Regions from separate parts of the Mus musculus genome. Here all the other regions are linked to region 1. Evidence: chromatin contacts called from public Hi-C data. All regions are on one chromosome and are shown on one strand. The core of a region is the stretch at or near the end of the contact, and the rest is flanking DNA. Distances in the headings are between cores, read along the strand shown. Region 1 holds the start of Plk4 (polo like kinase 4). Region 2 holds the start of Phc3 (polyhomeotic 3). Region 3 holds the start of Mfn1 (mitofusin 1).

The links. A called contact is a pair of places that touch in the nucleus more often than the background predicts.
Region 2: a Hi-C map of CD8 T cells shows a contact between it and region 1, with 5 times the contacts expected there. The contact joins the promoter of Phc3 here to the promoter of Plk4 in region 1. A contact is called at or near these places in 2 of 484 Hi-C or Micro-C datasets (CD4 T cells and CD8 T cells).
Region 3: a contact with region 1 is called in a Hi-C map of B cells, with 6 read pairs. The contact joins the promoter of Mfn1 here to the promoter of Plk4 in region 1. A contact is called at or near these places in 1 of 39 promoter capture datasets (pre-B cells) and 1 of 484 Hi-C or Micro-C datasets (B cells).

Annotation. Positions count from the first base shown.
Region 1 is chr3:40,797,866-40,801,883 of GRCm38.p6, reverse strand. Plk4 (polo like kinase 4) reads right to left here and starts at 1,933. Exons shown (of 16, transcript NM_011495.2): 1 at 1,601-1,933; 2 at 789-884; 3 at 4-99. The coding sequence starts at 1,630.
Region 2 is chr3:30,967,029-30,971,046 of GRCm38.p6, reverse strand. It overlaps Phc3 (polyhomeotic 3), which reads left to right and starts at 1,632. Exons shown (of 15, transcript NM_001165954.1): 1 at 1,632-1,673. The coding sequence starts at 1,660.
Region 3 is chr3:32,527,837-32,531,854 of GRCm38.p6, reverse strand. Mfn1 (mitofusin 1) reads right to left here and starts at 2,373. Exons shown (of 18, transcript NM_024200.4): 1 at 2,160-2,373.

The DNA.
Region 1 (4,018 bases), core at 684-3,183:
TACCTCCAAGACAGAGGGGTGTTTCAACTGGCAATGTATTTTCACCTCATTTTGGACTCTCTGTACCATTCCAGCTTTGTACATGGCTTTCTTATCTATCTAAAAATAAGAGGGCAGATTTATTTGTTGATTTTTATGGTTGTGGCTTGATCTAGAGCCCTGTGCATGCTAGAGAAAAGCACTCTACCACCTAGCTATACCCCTAAGCCCAGACAAAAGCTCAAACAACAACCTATAATTGTAAGAAGTCTTTTTTTTTTAATATAGTCTTTGAAGTCAGTTTACTCCTATCTGTGCTCTGCCCTCGACCTAACAGAGTACATTCCCAGTATGTCCAGTGCATTTATGTGATAGCAGAGATTGGCCCTGGAGTTAGGATTTTCTTTTTCCCAACTCTTCAGAACTGGGATCACAGGCTGACCATAATGGTATTCTTGGACCGTTACAGCCACAAATGAGCATATTATTATTATAAATTGCTGACTTCTCATTACCTTAAGTATTCATAGCAACAAAATGTACTGGTCTCCTGAACCCTAGTAAAGTATAAAACTTCACTTAAGCAAGGTTAAGAGTCTCTTAAATGTCCTTAAATTCAGATGCTGTACTTAACAGCTGTCTTTTGGTTATGCAATGTATTATGCAATTATTACAAATGCACACATTTGGCAGGGTGGCAAGGTGCAGTCTTTAGCAGATAATGAGTGGGACATTTTAAATAGCATGCCTTCATTGCTCTCTAGTACCTTGCAAAAATACTGAAGAAACAATAACTAATACATTCTTACCATTTTGATTGCAACTTCCAAACCAGTGTGTATGGACTCAGCTCTGTAGACACCAGCAAATGATCCTTTACCGAGTAGATTTCCAACCTTAAAGTCCTTTTAAAAAAAAAATTAAGGATTACACGTGAGGAATCGCAGATCTAGAAAGTAAGAAAGTTGGGTAGGGGATGGGATGTGAAATGGGCCAAAGAGAAAAGGAGACATGGTTCAAGCAGCTGCCACACCTCGATGATGCAGGTGTCTGGGGTGGAAGGCATCTTGACGCTCTGAGAGATTTTCTGAGCTCCCTCCCTGATGGAGGCTAAGGACTCTAATGAGCTGGTTAGCTCGGGTCCCTCCTCTGGCCCACCAGGTTCCCGCCGCAGCTCCCGCCACGGTAACCGCCATCCCCGGGGAGGGGGCAAGCGGAGCGCGGCTTTGGAGGCGGGAGTGCGGACCCGACGCCAAGGGACCAGGACCGGGCGGGGCCCGCAGCTGGAGACACACCTGCGGGGTACAAGGCGCTCCCCTCCGGGCGGGGCTCCAGGGGGCGGGTCGCTTCGCCTGTCCCTCGGCGATCAGCCCCGCCACCGCCACCGCGCCTGCCCGCCTCATCCCCGCTTTACTAGTGTCACTGAGCACCAGTGAGCGCCTGAGCCAGACTGGGCCTCAGCCTCAGCCCGCTAACCCGTCTGGTCTCCCGTGTGTTTGTGCCGAGCCACAATGGACCTCCCCTCAGCACTGCGCTCGGTTCACCTCAGCTCACTGGGTCCCGGAATACCAGAGTCCGCCTCCATCGGACCTTCCCTCAGCTCCGCGCCCGCCGGCCTCACCTCGATCCTCTCCCCGATGCACGCCGCCATGTTCCCGAGCCGCCGGCGCCCGGGGCTCGGCCTTCTCGCAGTCCCTCCGAGGCAGCGCTCCGAGAAGCCAGCAGGTCTTGGCGCCCATCAGGACGCCTTCTCTACGCCGCCGCTGGCGACGCCGCCAACGCCACCGAAAGGTACCCCCGGTACCTCCCGAGGCCTGGGCGGCGCCCCGGAGCTCCCATTTTGAAAAATTCCCGCCGGTCTCCGAACGAGCCAGCCTGGCGGTGACGTCAGCACACTCTCCACTTCTTAGAGGCGGAGACCGACACGCATGCGCAGCAGGGGCTTTCCCTCGCTCTAGGCCGGAAGTGGGTTTTAAGTTTGACGGAAAGCGGTCAGTGTACGACTGACCGTAGCGCGGACGCTAATAATAGGTTACGTTTTGACCTGAAGGATAATAGGGCTTTGGCTTCCCGCAGAAAGTCTTTTAAATAAGTGTGTAGGTTTGGCCTAAAGAGAACTAGGGGGAAAAGTCCATTACTTTCCTTAGAACAGCCCCGAACCCGCCAGCCCACCATGTACACCGTTGTGCCATTTTCCTTTTTTACAGCTATTAATGTGTGGTGCTTTAAGATGAACTGTATAGGGAAAACACCGACTCTAAAGTAAAAAAAGCCTGGGGATGTACCTAAGTGGTAAAATGCTTTCCAAGCGTGGACATGTCCTTGGGTTCTAGTTTCTTCTTTCCCAGCAACCCGCTGCCCGGACAGATATTAAAGGTTGGACACAGCGACGCACTGGGGTTGAGTCAGTCCATTCTTGGACTCTAAGGAGTTCCAGGCTAACCTGGGCTACCAATCTTACAAATTTATTTTGAGCCATATGTGAGTGACCTAGGCTAAGTCATTTTCCTCTAAAAATGTTTTGAAGAAAGAGTAGTGGTATGGATCTTTACATTAGTTGCTAGTAAATAATCCGACAGGGGTTTGCTTTTTAGCCTAATTGTTTTGAGATTTTTTAATCAGATGCAAAAAGATCCAAAGTAGTGACTTGTTTTCTGAAGATCCTCAATAGTGTGTTCTCTCTGTGTCTGTGTTTTATCTCAACTCCTAATAGTGTTCCAATCCAGGTCTAGATTGCTATCCCCAAATGCCAGTGATTCCAGGACAAGAAGTGAGGCAAGGAAAGATTCATTTGGAAAGACAGCAAATCAGAGATGATGGCACCTGGGTGGTCAGGGGGTCTATCAACAAAGATGAGTCGTCTTAGTGGGGGCCTGTGTCTCCAAGGGCAATTTATAGTTAGGAATAAGAGGAATAGGCTAGCGGGCACTTTTAAAAGGTTCTATGCTGAGTGAGGTCCTCATTTAGGACCTTTTTGTCTTTGGCTGCAGTATCCTTGAGACAATTAAGGCCAACCTCCACACATATTTAAATGAACACGTTATCCTGCAAGCAAGGCATCACTTCACAAGTTTCATGCTTTTCAGACACTGTGCACATCTCAGGGGTAGGAGATACCGACATAGTGAGTGAGACCTAGCTGCTGTGGGAGAGAGCCATATTTGCCTATCAGTACTCAATGCTGTCAGCTAGCCTCCTGTTATCCACGTCCAGGGGCTCTGATGCCACCTTCTGGCTCCTATCGACATAGCACTCATGTACACAAACCTATACTCACATAAACTCACGTTATAAAAATAAAATCTACAAACAAAAAAGCTGATCTCATGTACAGAACTTTCTCAAAGCTGTTTGAAAACAAAGCACCGTGCCTGCCGGATGGAGCTTGTGTGAAGATACTTTATAATGAACACGTAATTTACGTACACACAGGAATGATTGCACATCAAAAACAAAAACCTGCAATTTAATGGATTCATTTGTAGTTTAAGGAATGTTTACATTCATAGAAGCACTCTCAATTTTCAACATGATTTAACATTCTAGAATTCTAATTTCAAGCACACTGGCATATTAGAATTTCCCTTGCAGTGTCTTAATAGGCAAATAAGATTATTATGACTCAGGGTCATGCTATGCACCTCAGGCTGGCCTTGAATTCCAGAGCTAGATTTTAGATGTGTGCTACCCGATCTAGTTTCATAGATGATTTAGACTGTTGCTTAAAAGTCTTGCAGATGTCTTTGGTATTCCTGGGCTTTATTTTGTGGCCTCAGAGTTTTTGTAAATATTTCACATGTATTTAAAGTTTATCAGAGCCCATTAATAGTCTGTTGATATAAATCCATGCCCTCGTTACTTTTTGTTGCTTTATATATTTGCCTTGTGTTATCACTTCATTGTCAGCTGCAGTCTATGTTCTCAGACCTGTGTCAGAGCTCATATATATTTCTAATGAATTCTCTATAATCAAAGAATACCCTCTTTATGCTCTAAAGTTTTAATTTATACTACTCATATTTACAGAAACATTTTTTTA
Region 2 (4,018 bases), core at 383-2,882, 9.8 Mb after region 1:
TGACACAAGGCTAAAGTCATTGGCGAGGAGGGAGCCCCAACTGAGAAACTATCTTAATAATATCAGTGTGTAGGCAAGCCTGTAGGGCATTTTCTTAGTGATCAATGTGGGCAGGCCCCACCTATTGTGGCTGGTGATCCTGGTTCTATAAGAAAGTAGACTGAACAAGCCAGTAAGCAGCAGCCCTCCATGACCTCTGCATCAGCTCCTGCCCTGCTTCAGTTTCTGTTCTGACTTCCTTTGGTGATGAACGGTGATATAGAAGTGTAAGCCAAATAAACTCGTTCTCCCATGACCTGCTTTGGGGATGGTGTTTCATCACAGCAATGGAACCCTGAGACACTGAGATTAGTGCACTTCATCTCAGGAAATAGGAGACACTGTTTACGATCACTATGCTTCTTTCTCAGTCAAGAGCAACAGAGATTTGCTTATTTCTTGGATCTATGAAGCAAAGTCACACTGTGTATGTATGTCTACAAAATCCACTTTTCAGACTATTTTGGATACATATTTTTAATGTTTTATAGTTGTAGTTAATTTTTCTTCTTTCTTTCTTTCTTTCTTTCTTTTTTTTAAACACAGTCTTACATATCCCAGGCTAGCCTTAAAATTTCTGTTAGACCCGAGGTGGGGAAAAACATTTCCACAACTGTCTGATTAAGCAAGCTATACTTAGACTGGCTAAAGGCTGCCTCATCCAAGTTCAGGTTTCAGAAAGCAGCCCCTCACTGGCTTTTGAGGTCTCTGTTGTGGGGCAAGGATTAGGGTTGATAGATTACAGCTGTTGAGAGCGTTGGCTGTTAGCACCAGGACAGAAGAATGGGGGGACTCAGGGCTCAAGGCCGGCTGTGAGGTATACAAGGGTAAGACACTATATGGAAGGGGAGTCATCAGAGATGTTCAGGAGTTTAGCAAGGCAAAGGAGTATACATCATGGGGTTACAAATTCAGCAGAGGTTAAAAAGCATGGTTTTCAGGATATCTTAGGTTCAGGAAACAGAAGCTTACCCTTGCAAGGTATGGGGACACCATCCCCAAAGCAGGACATGAGGGAAAGGGTTTATTTGGCTTACACTTCTATAGCACCGTTCATCACCAAAGGAAATCAGAACAGGAACTCAAGTAGGGCAGGAACCTGGAAACAGGAGCTGATGCAGAGGCTGATGCAGAGGCTGTGGAGGGCTGCTGCTTGTTCAGTCTGCTTTCTTATAGAACCAGGATCATGGGGTTTCTGTTTTACATTATATAGTCTAGGATGACTTTGAATTTTTATTCAAAACAACACTTTCTAAGGGCCTAGCCATGTCTGGTTTATGTGGGGCTGGGTATTGAACCTAAGACTTGATGCACGTTTCTGAAAGTATTCTAGCAACTTCTACATTTCCAGCGCTAAGCAGAACTTTTTCTATATTCGTCGCAGACCCCGGGCTAAGACAAAGATTCTGAGCCATAGAAATAGAGGGTGTCTGGGAAGGACCACTTAGGGAAACACAGGCCACCTCACAGAGAGAGTTGAGGTGGGAGGGAGCCTGGCAGTCGCTGGCCTCACGTGACCTCTGCGCCCCCCGCCCCCCAGATCCCGCCCCTCGGCTCTTGGCTCTTGCAGGGGGAAAAGGAGGCGCATGCGCACTTCGTGTTAGTGATGGAGGAGAGAAGATGGCGGAAGCGGAGTGAGTGACTTGCTGGTGACTGATGTCGTAACCGGGGGGCGAGTGAGGGCTGCGACACGTTCCCCCGAGGCAGCTCTTGGGGCTCCGAGGCTGGCGGTGCAGGGCGGAGGCGAGGCGGGAGCCACGGCGTGGTGGAGAAGCCCGACTGTGGGAGGAGGATGGCAGGTCCAGCCAGCCTCCCCTCGGGAGTGCGTGCTGCGCCGTGCGGTCCCGGGGCTGTGTGGTCCTAAGCGCACAGCTACCCGGGGGACCCTAGTCTCCGGGCTCTCCCGGGACGCGAGCCCTGCGGCGCTCGGCCGGGGCTGTCATTCCAGCCGCGGTCCCCGCCGAGGTGTGTCCGGCTGGGCAGGCGCCGCCGGGCCTCCGCGCTGGCTCCTGCGGGCCCGTAGCCGTCTGTCTGTCCGTCCGTCCGTCCGTCCGTGCGGCGGGGGCGCGGGGAGGCGCAGGGAGGCGTCCGGACAGCGGCTGCGGCCCACGGCCGAGGCTCCCCACCTCCCCGGCCTTTCCTTGCAGTCCCCCTCCGGGCTCGGGCTGCGGCGGCGAGCCTCCCTCCCTGGAGGGCCGCATTCTTGGGTAGCGCTGTGATGCTATGCTCAGTTGGCGACTTGAAACTTCAGGTTCCCGGGTAGGCCTCTGGAGTGCCAGAGCTGAACGCGGCAAGTATTTCCGTGCCAAGCCCGTGCGCTCCCCGAAAGTGTTCTTTTGTACCAGGCCTCGAAATGTAAAGCGATGGTTTGCCCAGTTGCACACATCCAATGTTTAGAATTACTGTCTAGGTTCCCTGACCATTTTTGGTTCGTCAGAACTCACTGTCTTCTTCGCCCGCCTTTGGGCTTTGAGAGCACAGCTGAGCAGAATAAGACTTTGAAAGGCCAGGGTTTACGGTGGTGGCTTGGATGCCATTGGTCCCGGTGCCAAAGTGTTTTGACACGCAGTAGTTTCAAGATTTTACCTTACTGCTGATTGAGTGTAGTATTGAGCAGGTGCCATATGATACTGTGGTTTGCTGATTGGAAGGAAATGAACAGCAGAACGTCTAAAAATGTGATTCAGCTCCCACTAAAAGAAGTTAGCAGCCCCATCTGTTTTTCCTTTCACCTTACTTTCTCCCTTGTATATTGGAGCTGTTAATACAGCCTATGGTGGCTGGAGACTCCTGAGTCTCATTGAGGCCAGCCTGAGCTACGTAGTGACACCCTATTTTGTTTTGATTTTTAAGAAAGAGAAGTAAATGTTCTTGTTACAGGCTTGTCGACGGTGGGAATGCCAGCCGGTTCAACTTTTATTTCTCAGGAGAAAAAGACAGACAAGGAAGGAGGAATCCAGTGGATTCTCATGGGGCCTTCTGAGCCTGGGGTGACAGCTACTGTGGTTTTAGTTTGTAACAGCATGGAAGCCCTTAGAGGCTTGGCTTTATTAAAGTATAGATTTCTCAGTGGGTAAAAATTTGTACTACAACATAAATGACATAAGATCATAATACTGGAGGGAAAAGATTAGAAAGTTTGGTACAAACGTGTACTTTACTGGTTGTGCATTGGAAGCTGAATAAATTATATTCCACACCCCCAAATTTTAGAGCAATTTTCTGTGGGGGGGGGATTTTTGTAAAGATGTAAGAAGTTGCTTATATTTGCTACTTTATTTCTTTATTTCTTATTTATTACTTAAGTGGGCTAATCCGGTATCAAGCTAAACTTCTGACACTAGAGTTAGTAAGGACAATGGTGTCGTCTAAGAAAAGCTACTGAGAATTGAAAAAAATGAACTTAAAATTTCTTACGTATAGGTAGCTGCGTATATGTGTGTACATTATTGCCATGTATGTGCCCAGTCCCTTGGAAGCCAGAAGAGGGCATCTGATCCCCTGGAACTGGGTTTTGGAGGGTTGTGTGGGTGCTGGGCATCAAACCCAGGTCCTTTGGAATAACAGTGCTCTTAACCATTTGAGCCATCTCTTCAGTCCCACTAACATGTCCTTAGGATCTTATTTTTAATTTTATCTATTTTTTTTGAAACAAGGGTGTTGTGTAGCCCAGGCTGGCCTATCACTTAGTATGATGTAGCCAAGGGTGACCTTCTTCAAGTGCTGGGATTGCATGTATATGTGCCACCGTGCCAGGTGTACTAAGACACTTTAAATAACTGCACGGCAGCTACAGTTAAACCAGGAAGGAAGCTACTCCTTAGGAATCTTCTCAGAATGACTCTGAGGGGCGGAGAGATGGCTCAGTAGTTAGGTGCCTTTGTTCCTGCAGAGGACCTGGATTCAATTCCCTGCACGCACATGGTAGGTCAGAACTGTCCATAATTGCTTATGTGCAGGGCACACAGGTACATACACA
Region 3 (4,018 bases), core at 1,124-3,623, 8.3 Mb after region 1:
GTGGTGGCGCATGCCTTTAATCCCAGCCCTTGGGAGGCAGAGGCAGGCGGATTTCTGAGTTCGAGGCCAGTCTGGTCTACAGAGTGAGTTCCAGGACAGCCAGGGCTATACAGAGAAACCCTGTCTCGAAAAACCAAAAAAAGAAAAAAAAAAAAAAAGAAAAAAAAGAAAAGCAATAATTAGCCTGTGGATGACAAATGCCTGGAGTCTCAGCTACTGGGGCAGGCTGAGGCAGGGGGTGCACTCACACCAGGAAGTCCAGTTTTACCTGGACAATGCGACATAGCAGGGCTTTCCTCATCTCCAAAGCTCTACTTAAACTTAACAATGAGGGGCTTGAAGACGTGATTCAGCAGTTAAAGAGAACTGGCTGCTCTTCTAGAGGACCCAGTTCTATTCCCAGCACCCACATGGCAGTTCACAACTGTCTTAAGACTCAAGTTCCAGGGGTTCTGATGTCCTCCTCTGGCCTCCACAGACACAGGTACACACATGGTACACCAAAATTTGGTTGCATATATATGCAATCAAAATACCCGTACACATTTAAAAAAAAAAAAAAAAGCTGAATGATAAAGGTGTGGTGTTACACACCTGTGATCCCAGCCAGGAGGAGGCTGAAGCAGGCCAGCCTTGGTAAACCTTGTTCAAAACGAAAAACTCAAAATCTCTCAAAACAGTTCAGGTGGAGGAGACTAAGTTCAATCCTCCAGAAACCAAGTGGTTGAAGGAGAGAACCAACTCCAGCAAGTTGTTCTCTGCCTCCAAACACCAACTGTGAAAGTCTACCGCTTCCACATATAAGTTAAATATAATTTTAAAAACCATATGAAAACAGGGCAGTGGTGGCGCATAGTCCCAGCACTCAAAGACAGCTGGATGTCTGTGAGTTCAAGACCAGCCTGGTCTACAGAGCAAGTTCCAGGACAGTCAGGGACACACAGGGAAACCCTGTCTCAAAATCAAACAAATAAAAAACAAAAACAAAAACAAAAGAAGAAGAAGAAGAAGAAGAAGAAGAAGAAGAAGAAGAAGAAGAAGAAGAAGAAGAAGAAGAAGAAAGAAGAAATGAAATGTGCATGCCTCCAGGGCTAGGCAGATGTCTCAGTGCTTTAAAACACTTGTTGCTCTTCAGAAGGACTTAAATTGGTAGCTCACAACCACCTGTAACTCCAGTTCCAGGGGATCTTATGCCCTATTCTGACCTCAAGGGCACTGCGCAGAAACTGTGGTGAAACATGCATCCGTATATGGAAGAAAAACATACACATTAAAAAATCTAAAAACAGAGCAAACATTTAAAATCATGCTTAGTCTGATACCTGCTAGTTCATGCCTCAATTTCCTAATAGCAAAAAATTAACCTGGCCAAATAGATAAAATACTTTTTAGTATTATTTATTTATTTACAGAAACCATGTTAGTCAGAAACCAAAGATTACTCTCGAGTGATCTCCCATTAAAAAAAGAGAAATTTGCCTCCTGTCATGTTACCTGTAATTCAGTTACTCAGGAGTGTCACACAGGAAAAGCTGAAAATTCAAGTCTACAAGAGGCAACAGAGTGAGATCAAGGCTTGCCTGGGTCTCTCAGTGACACTCAGTTTAGAAACCGGTTTAGGGATACAATGGCATTTGCCTAGCATGGGAGACCTGGGAGGGGCTCAATCTTCAATCCTGGAAGAGTAGATATGTAAATAAATGTAAAATCGGTAAAAGCTAGTAACAAAAATCTTGGTTGTAATCCCTAATTTATTTTCCTCGAGTGAAGATGAAACTAGTTTAGCTAAACTAAGTTTCCCAGTTAGCGAAGAAAATAAAAGAATGCCCAAGTCTTAATGCAGTACAGACACCAAGAAGGTAGCAGCTTTCGTCACAATTACGGAGTCAAGACTTAAAGAAGGCATGAAGGAAGGCTTCAAGCCAAAGTCCCCAAACTTAAAGGAATGTTGAATTTAAAGTAAAAGACGTTCTACCTGGAAGCTCCTATGAAAAGCCACCAAAGACAAGCACACGCTAACGCTGGTGTGCGTGAAAAGAAGCGCCGTGGCCACCAGGAGGGTGGCTCCCTCCGGAATCCTGAACTGACGGCGCGGAGGAGGTGCGTGGGGAGAGGAAGCCGCGTGGGCCGAGAGCCTGCCCAGCCGGGTGGATTCCTACCTGGACAGGGCCTTCCCTCAGGCTGGCCGCCCGTCGCCCTTGCCCGGCCCGCCGCCCCGGCCCGTCAGGGCGCTCGCGCTGCGCCGGTCCGGAGCTCGAAGGTCACCCCGGACGTCGCCACCCGCCAGCGGACACTCACTCCGTCCCTGCTCCCCACTGTCACCCAGCAACCACAGCTCCGCCACAGCCCCCTGGCTGTCTCATCCTCCCGAAAGAGGGGAGGTGCCCAGAGGAGGGGCTAGGGGCGGCTACTTCCGGCGCTTCGGATCTCCTATTGGCTGACGCTTCGAGACCAGAACTGCATATATTGCGGGCGCCATTTTCCTTCAGGGCTGAAGGCGAGGTTTGTTTTGGGCAGGAGTTCTTATTAACCACTGGGCTGTTTTCTGTTCCACCTTCCAACTCCTCCCCTTGGTTTTTCCCTTCAGAGTTTTCAAAGCTCAAAGGCGCCAAGTGTGAAAAGATGTCCATGGTTATCTGAGGGTGTAGGGGGAGAAGTACCCCAAAACCACATAGATGTTTATCATGCGGGGGGGGGGGGGGGGGTCGTCAAAACTTTGACTTTTCCAATTGCTCTGGTCTTGATTGGTTTTCTGGGGTTACTGGAGTGAGCTGTGTGTGTCTACTTACTGTAAGAGGTATTACTCAAGAAAATTAATTGTTCATGATTTAAACTTTGTTAGGAATCACCTGGGAATCTTGTTAAACCATTGATTGATTGATCGAGGGTGAAGCCCAAGGACTCTACATGTTCCACCTTCCAAGAGAGGTTTCACAGCATGTGTCCTGAGAGGTTCTTTACAGAGTTAGCAAATGAGATGCTTTTGCCAGGGAAGCCCCTTTATCCATATGAATGGCAGCTACCTCATCTATAAAATACTAAAAATGCCTACTTCATGAATTGTGGGAAAGTAAATGGGTTAGGGTGTAAAGTGCTTAAAACATTGATGGGCACCTGCAAAAGTTGGATAAATAAAAATAAAAGTTGGATAAAAAAGTTGGATAAATACAGTGAATGAGATCATTTCAGACTATGACTGCTATTATGGGGGGGGGGGGAGATCAGGACAAGAGGATAGAGTGAAGAAAAATGAGCAAGGTGGAGCCAAAGAGGTATGTGTTTTCTGAAAGGATGTCATTTCTCAGGTCATTTCAGGACTGTTACTGGGAATATCTGGAGAAAAACTGTCCAAGACACATAGGAAGGACAGTGCTAAAATGGATGAGTTAAAAAAACAAGCATGAGCTGGGCGTGGTGGCACACACCTTTAATCCCAGCACTCGAGAGGCAGAGACAGGCAGATTTCTGAGTTTGAGGCCAGCCTGATCTACAAAGTGAGTTCCAAGACAACCAGAGCTATACAGAGAAACCCTGTCTCCAAAAAAAACAAACAAACAAACAAACAACAACAAAAAACAAAACAAAACAAAACAACAACAAAAAGAACTCACAAACCCGCTGTCACAGCCTCCCAAGTGCTAGAATTCAGATCTGTGCTCTCACTCTGCCTAAATTTGAAGATTTTTGTTTTGGGTTGTTTTTTGGAGACAGTGTCATTTTATATAGACAGTCCTGGGTCCTGGAACTCACTATGTAGAACAAGTTAGCCTTGGACTCACAGAGATCCAATGCCTTTGCCTCCCAGGCCAGATTTTTTAAAATGATTTTTTTCTTTTTGAGACAGGGTTTCTCTGTGTAGCCCTGGAACTCACTCCATAGACCAGGCTGGCCTTGAACTGCCTATTTCCAGGGTATATAGCCAATAAGGATCAGTACTTAAGAGACTGGGGAGAAGGCTCAAGCAGTAAAGTTCTTGCTGTGATGGCATAAAGACCTGGATCCAGATCTCTAGCCACTC